2 separate regions of the Mus musculus genome follow, and region 2 is linked to region 1. Evidence: chromatin contacts called from public HiChIP or PLAC-seq data. All regions are on one chromosome and are shown on one strand. The core of a region is the stretch at or near the end of the contact, and the rest is flanking DNA. Distances in the headings are between cores, read along the strand shown.

Region 1 (5,160 bases), core at 1,856-4,355:
TTGATTTTATGGTGAGTCTGGAGGAGAACTTTATGATCAAAAAACAAAAGAAAAAAATCTCCATTATTCCTAAAGAGATTACAGTTATTAATTAAGGGAGACAGACCTCCAGCTGTGGTGGGGAAAGTTCAAAGATGTATTAGTTATTTACTACTACATAACAAATTAGTTCAAACTTTAGAAGCCTAAAACAACAATAAATATTCATTATCTCAGGCTTTTCCTCCCGGTGGGCCTAAACTTTGGAATAGCTCAGCTTCACCGTCCTGGCAGTGGTTGTCTAATGAAATGGTCAAAATGTCAGCCAGGGAGCTAGAGAGTTGGCTGAGTCAGTGCAGAGCCTGCCACACAGCCTGAGTTTGGATCCACACTGCTCTCCCGTGGCAGCTAGGATCCCAGAGCCAGGAGGGGAGGGGAAGAGACAAGCAGATTCCTAAAGCCCCTGGGGCAGTCAGTCTAGCCTTTCGAAGAGCTGTAAGCTCACTGGTAGACTCTACCTCAAAATGCAATGGAATAATACCAAGGGATATACCTAAAATCATTCTCTGGCATCCATACATGTGGCTCCCCTGCATGCACATATACTTGCACCTTCACATGTATGCACACCATACATACACATACACATACATATACATACATACATACATACATACATACATACATACATACATAGAGAGATTGATTGATTAGCTGACTGATTGGTTGATTTATTGATTTCAGCCTAAGTCTTGGATTGCTGGCATGGTGCTGTCGTGAGTACTTAGTCCCTTGCCAAATAGACTTCTCACTTGTCATTCCTAAGAATTGGTACAGGGTGGCAGCCTCCTCCTGGATCATGGGATCCCACATAAAGCAACAGGGAAGCTGCAGCACCATTTATGACCTAGTCTCAGAAGTCACACATCGCCACTCACACACATTCTGTTCAAGTGAGTCACTAGAATAAGTCCCCATAGTCAAGGGGAACAGAAATAGATTCTACCTAAAAAGGAAGTCAGTTGACAATCAGATGGGAAACCAACACGGCAGATGGGACAAATGGGACTTGGGTCAGATGCTGTAGTGGTACTGGGGAAGAAAGTTCACAGAGTGTCAACACAAACTCACATCTGTGTCAGTGCAGGGGCTGATGGAGTCATAGCAGGAAACCAGGCTAACAACTGACTTTCTAACACTCGAGAGCTATTAACCAAGACACTGGAGCAGAGAGAGAAATCAAGAAGGGATTTACCATGGCCCCTTCTAAGCATTTACACACACACACACACACACACACTGAAATAAGTATGCCCAAAAAATGTGAGCAGTCTTACATTCTTCATATATCTATCACAAGAGCCAAATTATGGAAACAGTCTCAGTTTTAATCAGCAGATAAAAGAGGCTTTGTTTAAAAAAAAAAAAAGGTATATATGCACAAGGGAATAGTATTCAAGTTTTAAAGGGAAGGGAAATTTCTATTTTTAACAGCATGTATAGAATTATAGACCACAGTGGAGAGTGGAATAAGCCAAGCCCAGAAAAATGTGGCATGTTCTCAGTTCTATGTAGGATCCAAAACCATCAAAACCAAAGAAGCAGAGTGCAAAGAATAGTGGAACCTGTGGCCAGGTGGGGATGCTGTGGAAAGGGATGAAGGAGGCTCAAGGGCACAGAAGCTCAATTAAACAGGAGTGATTTGTTTTAGCAAACTGTGCAATGTGGCGGATATAGCAAACAAATAATAGTGTATTGTATACTTCACCACTAGGAAGAGACTAGACTTCAAATGTCCTCACCACACTAGGTAGGTAGGTAGGTAGGTAGGTAGGTAGGTAGGTAGGTAGGTAGGTAGGTAGATAGATAGGTAGATAGATAGATAGATAGATAGATAGATAGATAGATAGATAGATAGATAGATAGATAGATAGATAGATGATAGAGATGATGGATGGATAGAGATACATGATAGATAGATAGATAGATAGATAGATGGATAGATAGATAGATAGATAGATAGATAGATAGATAGATAGATAGATAGGTGATAGAGATGATGGATAGAGAGATACATGATATGTAGATAGATAGATAGATAGATGATAGATAGATAGATAGATAGATAGATAGATAGATAGATAGATAGATAGTAGATAGACAGACTGATGGGATAAGAATTTGAAGTGATAAAAATACTCATTGGCTTGGCTTGGTTTTACTCATAAATTATAATATCACATTTATCCCGTAAGTACATACAGCTATAATTTGTCAAGTTGCAGTTAAAGCATGCACCCACAGGAAGGAAGGAAATCATTCAAAGATATGTCAGAGATTTCCTGCACCCAGGAGTTAGCCAGAGAGGAGCGACGTTGAAGGAGTGGCATTGACCGGTGAGAGCCAGGCCTCTAAAAGTGATCTTTCCCAGGCAGATCTTCACTTGCAGTTGCTGAACACCCTTTCCCAATGGAACCATTACCAACTCTGTGGGGAGCTGCTCAGAATCCAGCTGCACGCTTCTGGCACGGGGAGGAGGCTGACCTCTTGGTACATCTATCTCCGGATGGACCTGCCAATTAGAAAATGCTTGCCTGGTGGCACTCCAGGACTCTACAATAAAGAGTGAGCCTCATCCTTGTTGTGGGGTCAGTCCAGGGATGGTGTGAAGATTGTTCTCAACTGCCTACCTTACTGGATTAGAAAACACCTGAGAGAGCCGGGCGTGGTGGCGCACGCCTTTAATCCCAGCACTCGGGAGGCAGAGGCAGGCGGATTTCTGAGTTCGAGGCCAGCCTGGTCTACAGAGTGAGTTCCAGGACAGCCAGGGCTACACAGAGAAACCCTGTCTCGAAAAACCGAAAGAAAGAGAGAAAGAAAGAGAGAAAGAAAGAAAGAAAGAGAGAAAGAAAGAGAGAAAGAAAGAGAGAGAGAGAGAAAGAGAGAAAGAAAGAGAGAAAGACAGACAGACAGACAGACCTGGGAGGTTGATAAAGCATGTTTGCAGCTCCATCTGGGCATTTCCAGAAACCATTAGATCATGCAAGCGGTGGCCCAATCAGGGCTAATCCCTTGATAGAGTTCTAAGATGACAGCATTGCTAGAAGGTGATTCATCTTCGGGGGCCTTTGGAGGAAGTAGCTTAATGAGATGGAATCTTCCCCAGGCCACTGTCTTTATGTCCTTTCCTCTACTTACTGTTCACCAAGAAGCCTCCATCATGTGACCCCGTTACCATGGTGATCTGCTTGCAACCAAGGGGCGGAGCAACCACGGGCTGCACAATATGCCAACATAAACCCTTCCTCCCTTAAATTGTCCTCTCTAGTATTTTTGGTCTCGGGATGAGGAGAGTTAACTGTGTTCTCTCCAGAGCCTCTTTCCCAAGCTTCCTCAACTACCCTTCTCACCGCAGTTTCCTCAACTGCCCTTCTCACCGCAGTTTCCTCAACTGCCCTTCTCACCGCAGTAAACTGAGTTATCTTGCTGGGGGATCCCTGTCCTTGAACCCATCACCTGCTTTCCAGCTCTCTTGCCAGAGAACACAGGAAGATATGTTTTGCTTAGTGTGCGTTTTTTGGAAAGCTTTTCCTCTTTGTTTTTTCTATCTCAGACACATGTGGGCAAGCCAGCAACTGGAAACGGGACTGAGACAAGCCCGGAAGTATGGGCTGAGGTCACTTGGGAAGTTTCTACTCAGGACTGTTTGTGATGTTCTCGAATTCCAGAGCAGGCTGCACTTTTCCAACCCGAAGCTCAGGAGAATTGGGGAAATCACTCACCCAGACCCTCAGTTATCTTATTTGTCCGTGTTTCATCCATGCAAACTGGAATTCTTTCCAAGCTGAGTCTGGCAGCTGACCATCCGCCTAGGAGCACAGGGTGGGATGCTTCATGGCTATCCCCAGCACATTTCTGCTCTCCCAGTCGCTATGCTGTCTGGACGGCCTCAGAGTAAAGATAGGTGAGGTTCCTGCGGGGTTGTTAATCAAATCAAGGAGACGAGTTCATATAGCCCACTGGTTCCTTTTCTCCATCATCTTCAGATGAGCTTAGGCAAATGTGTGAGCCTTTGACCCTCATCTGGCCAAAGAAGGTTTGGGCAGGATGGAGTTGAGGGCCCCTCCAAATCTAAAGTTCATTGACTTCATGGTACTTTCTTACTGAGATTTATTTATTTTGCGTATATGAGTGTCTCACTCAGATGTATATCTGGGCACCATGTGTGTTCCTGTTGTTGGCAGTGGTCAGACGAGGTCACCAGACCCCCTAGAGCCGAGGATGATTGTGACCTGCCATATGGGTTGAACCCAGGTGACCTCTAATGTTCACATCTTACATGTTGACTAAAATAGGAACAATCTGCTATAGAGCAAGTCTTTAGCTTTGTCTTCTGGGTTGTATCTAAACTTTTAAAATGAGATTGCTACTTTTTTTTTTCTGCAAACAACAAACACTTTTAATTGCTGACCTATCTCTCCCGCCCTGACACCATGGCAATTTAAAGAACATGAAGACAAAGCTTAGTGTATGGGTGAGTGATATTGTGTTTTCCTTGCATGCATGTAGCCCTGGGTTCAATCTCCAGCCCAGTTAAAAACAGATCAACAGCTAGGCACGGCGGTGCATGCGTTTAATCCCAGCACTCAGGAGGCAGACGCAGGTGGATCTCTGAGGTCAGCCTGGTCTAACACAGTGAGTTTGAGGACAGCCAGGGCTACAGAGAGAAACCCTGTTTGAAAAGCCAACACAAACAAGTGAAAATTAAAGTATAAACAGGAAATTGCTGCTTTCCCACGAGCAGAGAATCTTTCTTTCTTTCATCACCTACTCCACCAGCAAGGCCTGCTCCTTTAGAGCAAGCTTCCCCCGTGTTAGATCATCCACAGAGGAGTCTCTGGTGTTGGGAGCCTGAAGTAGACGGGCTTCGCTTAAAAATCCTAGTACTTGGGAGGCAGAGGCAGGTGGATTTCTGAGTTCAAGACCAGCCTGGTCTACATAGTGAGTTCCAGGATGGTCACAGCTATTCAGAGAAACCCTGTCTCAAAAAAACTTGCTGTCTTGTTGACAGCTTTGTATAACTTGTCTTGCCAGTTGTATCCCCAAATCCATCTTTTCCAGATGTGCACTTCTGCACTTTATTCAGTCGATGCTCCAGACTCCTTTCTAGTCTCCACTACC
Region 2 (5,160 bases), core at 933-3,432, 35 kb before region 1:
CTGGCAAGCTCTCTTACAGGGAAGGTGCGCAGATATCTTGTATTTGGACCTCCTCCTGGCCGAAGAAGAAGGCCCAAAACAGGACCTTTCTCAGACACTGTGTTGCTTTGGCAGTTCCCAGGTGGTACAGACTCTCACCTAAGCAGACTAAATTCCTAAGTTCCTTGGAGTCCCGGGACCAAGATGGCGACCGCTGCTGCTGTGGCTTAGGTCGCCTCCCCAGCCGGGCAGGCACCTGTTCTCTGGTCCGGAAGGTGGCCGGCTGTCCCCGGCCTACACAGGGTGCTGCCTCAGCGCCTCTGTGCTTCTGCCTGTTCCAGAAGCTGTCAGGTTCTCTGGCGCACCCTCTCACCTGTTCAGACTAATTTCCTAAGTTCGGCGGGTCTCGGACCAAGATGGCGACCGCTGCTGCTGTGGCTTAGGCCGCCTCCCCAGCCGGGCGGGCACCTGTCCTCCGGTCCGGACGGTGGCTGGCTGTCCCCGGCCCACAAAGGGTGCTGCCTCAGCGCCTCTGTGCTTCCGCCTGTTCCAGAAGCTGTCAGGTTCTCTGGCGCACCCTCTCACCTGTTCAGACTAATTTCCTGAATGTTTTGTTCTTTTAACATAGTCCCTAAGACTAGTGTTTCTGTGGACTCCAGTGAGCTCTGTCTCAAGCTCTTCCTTCTGGGATCAGAGATCCTGATCCCTGCTAACTGCTATCTGTGTGTCTTGCACATGCCCGACTGGCCAGGAAGAAAGACGCTGCAACAGGATCCTTCTGCACATGTTTATTGGGAGAGCTTGATTGCAGAGGCGAAGTGACCCCAAGCCCAGAACTGGTGCTGCTTATATAGGCCTAGGAGAGGAGTCTCTCTCATCTGATTGGTTAACTTGTCTTTCATCTGATTGGTTAACTTGTCTCTCATCTGATTGGTTAACTTGTCTCTCATCTGATTGGTTAACTTGTCTCTCATCTGATTGGTTAACTTTGGTTAATTCTCAAAACCTCGTCTTGGCAAAAGAACCTTTACTGCCTATGTATGTGTGGTGGCCAGCAGTAGCCAACTGCCACTCTGCAACTGCCACTCTGTAACTGCCACTCTGCAACGGCTTCCCACATGTGTGAGCACTAAACTGCTAAATATCCTAAAGAAACAGGACACAAGACCAGTGTCCCCGCAGGTCCAATAGTAGCCTTCCTCTAAATGGTCTTCTCTGTGTGTTTTAAATACTAACCCAGGCCAGTGGTTTGGGAACCAGTTTGATAAGCAGAATTCAAGCCCTAGGACCCACATAGTAGACAGAGAAAATCAGCTGCCCCACAGCTGATTTTCTCTAACCTCCACATATTTGGCACGAGGACCCACAAACATACATACTCACTCACAAACACAAAATAAAAATGCTTTTAAAAAAAAATGGCTTAGCAGTTAAGGGAGCACTGGCTTCACATCCAAGACCTGAGTTCGATTCCTAGCACACACAAGGTGTCTAACAACTGTCTATAACTCCAGTAACGGGGTATCAGGTCTTCTACCCTACCACCACCACCCCGGAGGCACCAGGCACACACATAATGTACACATACATGCAGCCAAAACATCCATACACATAAAATAAAAGCAAATAAGTCTAGAACCATAACTTTTAAAAAGAATTTTAAACGACTCAGCATCAGATAGCTTGGGTGATACGAGAGAAGAGCAAGATTATGAAGTTCCAAAAAGAAGAACATGACATCGAAAACCAGCCCTGTAGCCAAAGAGGACACAAACGCTACTCCCTTCGTAGTCTGTCCTTAAAAGAGTAACCACAAAGCACTCAGGTTTCCCAGACCCACGAGAATTTAATGAAGTAAACAGTGCATTTTCATAAAGTCCTAGTTGTTTAAAAAAAAAAAGTTTAAAAAAAAATAGCTGGATCTGGAAAATGAGCAGGAAAGGACGCGGGAGGCTCGTTCCCTCCAGTGCTGCAGAGTGAGGACAGGGGCAGGGGGCTGAGCAGGAGCCGGTCAGCACGCATGGTGGACGTGGGACGAGCTCTCCAGGGCAGCGAGGATGCCCACGACGGCGACGGCGGGAGGCCGGATCCCGGGCGGGCGAAGCGGGGCGGGCAGCGGGCTGACTCTCCGCCCCGGGGAGGGCTCCCACGGAGCACCGGGCGGGGCAGCGGCTTTAAGGGTTGGCCTCCGGGACCCGGACTGCTCACTCGCGCGCTCGCATCCAGCCACCTTATGATGGAGCGGCCGCCGCGCGCCCTGCTGCTGGGTGCAGCCGGACTGCTGCTCCTGCTCCTGCCCCTCTCCTCTTCCTCCTCTTCGGATGCCTGCGGCCCGTGCGTGCCGGCCTCCTGCCCCGCGCTGCCCCGGCTCGGCTGCCCGCTGGGTGAGACCCGCGACGCGTGCGGGTGCTGCCCGGTGTGTGCTCGCGGCGAGGGTGAGCCGTGCGGGGGCGGCGCGGCCGGCAGGGGGCACTGCGCGCCGGGCATGGAGTGCGTGAAGAGCCGCAAGAGGCGGAAGGGTAAAGCCGGGGCAGCAGCCGGCGGTCCCGCGACCCTCGCCGTGTGCGTGTGCAAGAGCCGCTACCCGGTGTGCGGCAGCAACGGCATCACCTACCCCAGCGGCTGCCAGCTGCGCGCTGCCAGCCTGCGCGCCGAGAGCCGCGGGGAGAAGGCCATCACCCAGGTCAGCAAGGGCACCTGCGAGCAAGGTGGGCACCAGCGCCTTCCCCGCCCACTCCTTCCTCCTCCCCCGCCGCCGCAGAGCATTCCTGGAGACCCGCGGGAGGGAGGAGTTGATGGCTAACCCGGTGTCCCGAGCCAGGAGAAACGCCTCCCTGGTTCTCTTGGCATGGTTTTATTTGGAGTTGCCTGTGTGCGCCAAGAAAGTGAGAAATCGCAGTAACGGGTGTAAATATAGAAAAGATTTTCCGAGACTCCGAGGCACAGTTTACCCAACTAGCCTGCAGGGCAAGTTTCAAACGCCTCCACACTCTTAAAAACCTTTCTCGTCGTTCTTTCTTTCTTTTGGGTGTGTACAGAAAGATGGGTAGACAGGGTTAGCAGAAAAATGCAAAGGAAAGATGTTCAGAAAGTCGATTTACTAACAAGATAATTCTTTAAGTTGAAGTTCATATTAATATTCAAGTACTGGCGTTTCCAATTCTCAAGCGGTAACCTAGCTAGAACATTATACTTGAGGGTTAAAAGAAACACAAACGCTTTGATGTTGTGAATCCTCTGACCATGTTGTTTTTCTTCTCGGGCCTTGGTTATGTTTTTTCATAATTTGTCCACAGGATGCAAGGTTCCGCTGGAATGGCTTTGACATTGGGTTTGTCTATTGTATCCCATACTAATCCAAACTTGCACAAATGAAGTTGGAAAAAAGTCTGAGGTTGGGGGGAAGAAAGAAATCAGAAACTTTAACTCCTAGTGCCTGAAATAACATTTTCCATGAGCAGTCGTTTCGAGGGAAAGTTAGAGTCCTGCTCTGGCAGCTGCTGCCCCGGCTTCAGCCAAGGTAGGAGGGGAGGGGAGGAATGTCAGCTGTTGCATCTTGAACACAGTTCAGGCTTTCTCCAGCCTTTCCAAGGAACAGTTCTTTCTTGACAGTTTTTCCCAGAAATCCCTATGCAAATAGGCTGTGTGCCATTCGCTTCAAAGTTCACCATTGAAAGCCTTAAGTGGTATAACTCACAGTTACCCATGTAGGATATTACCACCGTTTATAAAATCACAGACCAAATATCCCTGTTTCCAACAGAAACCTCCATTTTCCCCCTTTAGCTCTTGCACAACAGTCACATCATGAGGGGAAATGAACATTACAAATTCATTACAAATATTGAGAGTTTCTTATAAACATCCCAAGGGGAAACTTCTTTCCCAGAGTCTCAGAGGCAGACATCTTTCCCCTATCAGAGCAGATTAGCCTGGTGACTTCCCAAGTGGTGTTTCCTCATCTGTGGCGAGTTTATTTTGTTAATTTTTATCATTTTATATGTTTATACTATTTTATATTTTGATATATACTTATTACATATATAATACTATATACTTGTATGTGTTGTATATTATTTATGTATTACATATTTATAAAACAGGATAATTTATATTATTTTATAATGAATAAAAATAATTTATTAATTATACAAAATGATAGCTTTTGTTATGATATTTCATAAATGTACTTTTATTATATTTAGCCTCATCATTATCCTCTCCACTCCTCTTCCCAGGCTACTTCTTCATCCCAAGTTGTGCCCCTCCATTCTCCTGTCTTTTTTTGGAGATATAGAGTTTTATCAGTTTCTCTCTTGCTACTTCCTTCTCTTGACACTCACACAGTATGATGAAGAAATAAGAAGGCACCGGTCTGGTCTGCCTCGTTGCCAGGGACACCCAGCTCTTTGGTCCCTCTCTAGGCTGCAATCCACTTTAAGGGTATGGCCTGGCTTCCTCTTTATGCTCAGGAAGATGGAGATAAATAGCATCTAAAATTGGAAACCTTGACATAAGTCAGTCTGTCATCTCTCCATCTCACCCTGACACACATGGGGACCGGCTTCTAAGGCTCTGGTAGGAGGGTGCCAGGAAGAACAGGAGGGGCTAGGGAGCCGACAGAGAGCCTCCAGAATACCTTTCCAAAGCAGAGGAGAGTGGGTGATCATGTACTCATCTGGGGTCCTAGGGACAGTCTAACAGCGATAAAAGCTAAATAGACAGTACTGCTTCCTTATGTACCATTTAGCACTGGGTCTTTGTAGAGAGTAAAAATGTATTTCCTCCCTCTTCTGGCCATTCCTTTCCCCCCAAAAGAAACTTGCATTGTGTTTGCATTGAGGGAGAGAAGGTGTATTTTTGCAGAACTCAGCCCAGGTGAAATAAGCCATCTACATTCTGTTCCTCTGTTTTCATTAAGCATAATATTTATTGAGCAGCTAGCCAGCTTCAGCTGTGTATAGCCGGGGACGCACGGAGCAAATCTGGGCTTGACGATGAAGGAAGTGTGTATTGGTTACAAATTACCGAGCACTTTCCCTGGATCCCTGGAGCCCCTCCTGGTGTTGCTCTTCACTGAGATTACCATTTAATGCCTTCCAGCGAGAGACCTTGCCCTGCTTGGTTCTATATTCCTGCAGTGAAAGAGCTAATAATCTCAAGTCTTGGAGCCGTCACTGT

Evidence for each region. HiChIP or PLAC-seq counts read pairs in DNA pulled down with a chosen protein or histone mark.
Region 2: an H3K27ac HiChIP or PLAC-seq map of heart atrium shows a contact between it and region 1, with 13 read pairs. The contact joins the promoter of Igfbp7 here to the enhancer-like site in region 1. A contact is called at or near these places in 1 of 39 promoter capture datasets (epiblast stem cells), 1 of 15 datasets of contacts at CTCF or cohesin (CD8 T cells), 35 of 484 Hi-C or Micro-C datasets (CD8 T cells, DN3 thymocytes, Th1 cells and 25 more), 9 of 115 datasets of contacts at active chromatin or transcription factors (bone marrow-derived macrophages, embryonic fibroblasts, embryonic stem cells and 3 more) and 3 of 9 other capture datasets (adipose tissue, embryonic stem cells and liver).

The regions. Positions count from the first base shown.
Region 1 is chr5:77,370,981-77,376,140 of GRCm38.p6, reverse strand. All of the region lies in intron 1 of Igfbp7 (insulin-like growth factor binding protein 7), which reads left to right. Among named protein-coding and RNA genes, the nearest start is that of Gm34648, 13 kb to the left of the region's middle. Within about 2 kb of position 3,105, at least 93 of the 459 cell types and tissues checked have an H3K27ac peak or open chromatin away from gene starts, as enhancers often do. A contact at or near this core is called in CD8 T cells, Th1 cells, adipose tissue and 10 more, where this site is marked.
Region 2 is chr5:77,405,067-77,410,226 of GRCm38.p6, reverse strand. It overlaps Igfbp7 (insulin-like growth factor binding protein 7), which reads left to right and starts at 2,182. Exons shown (of 5, transcript NM_008048.3): 1 at 2,182-2,687. The coding sequence starts at 2,213.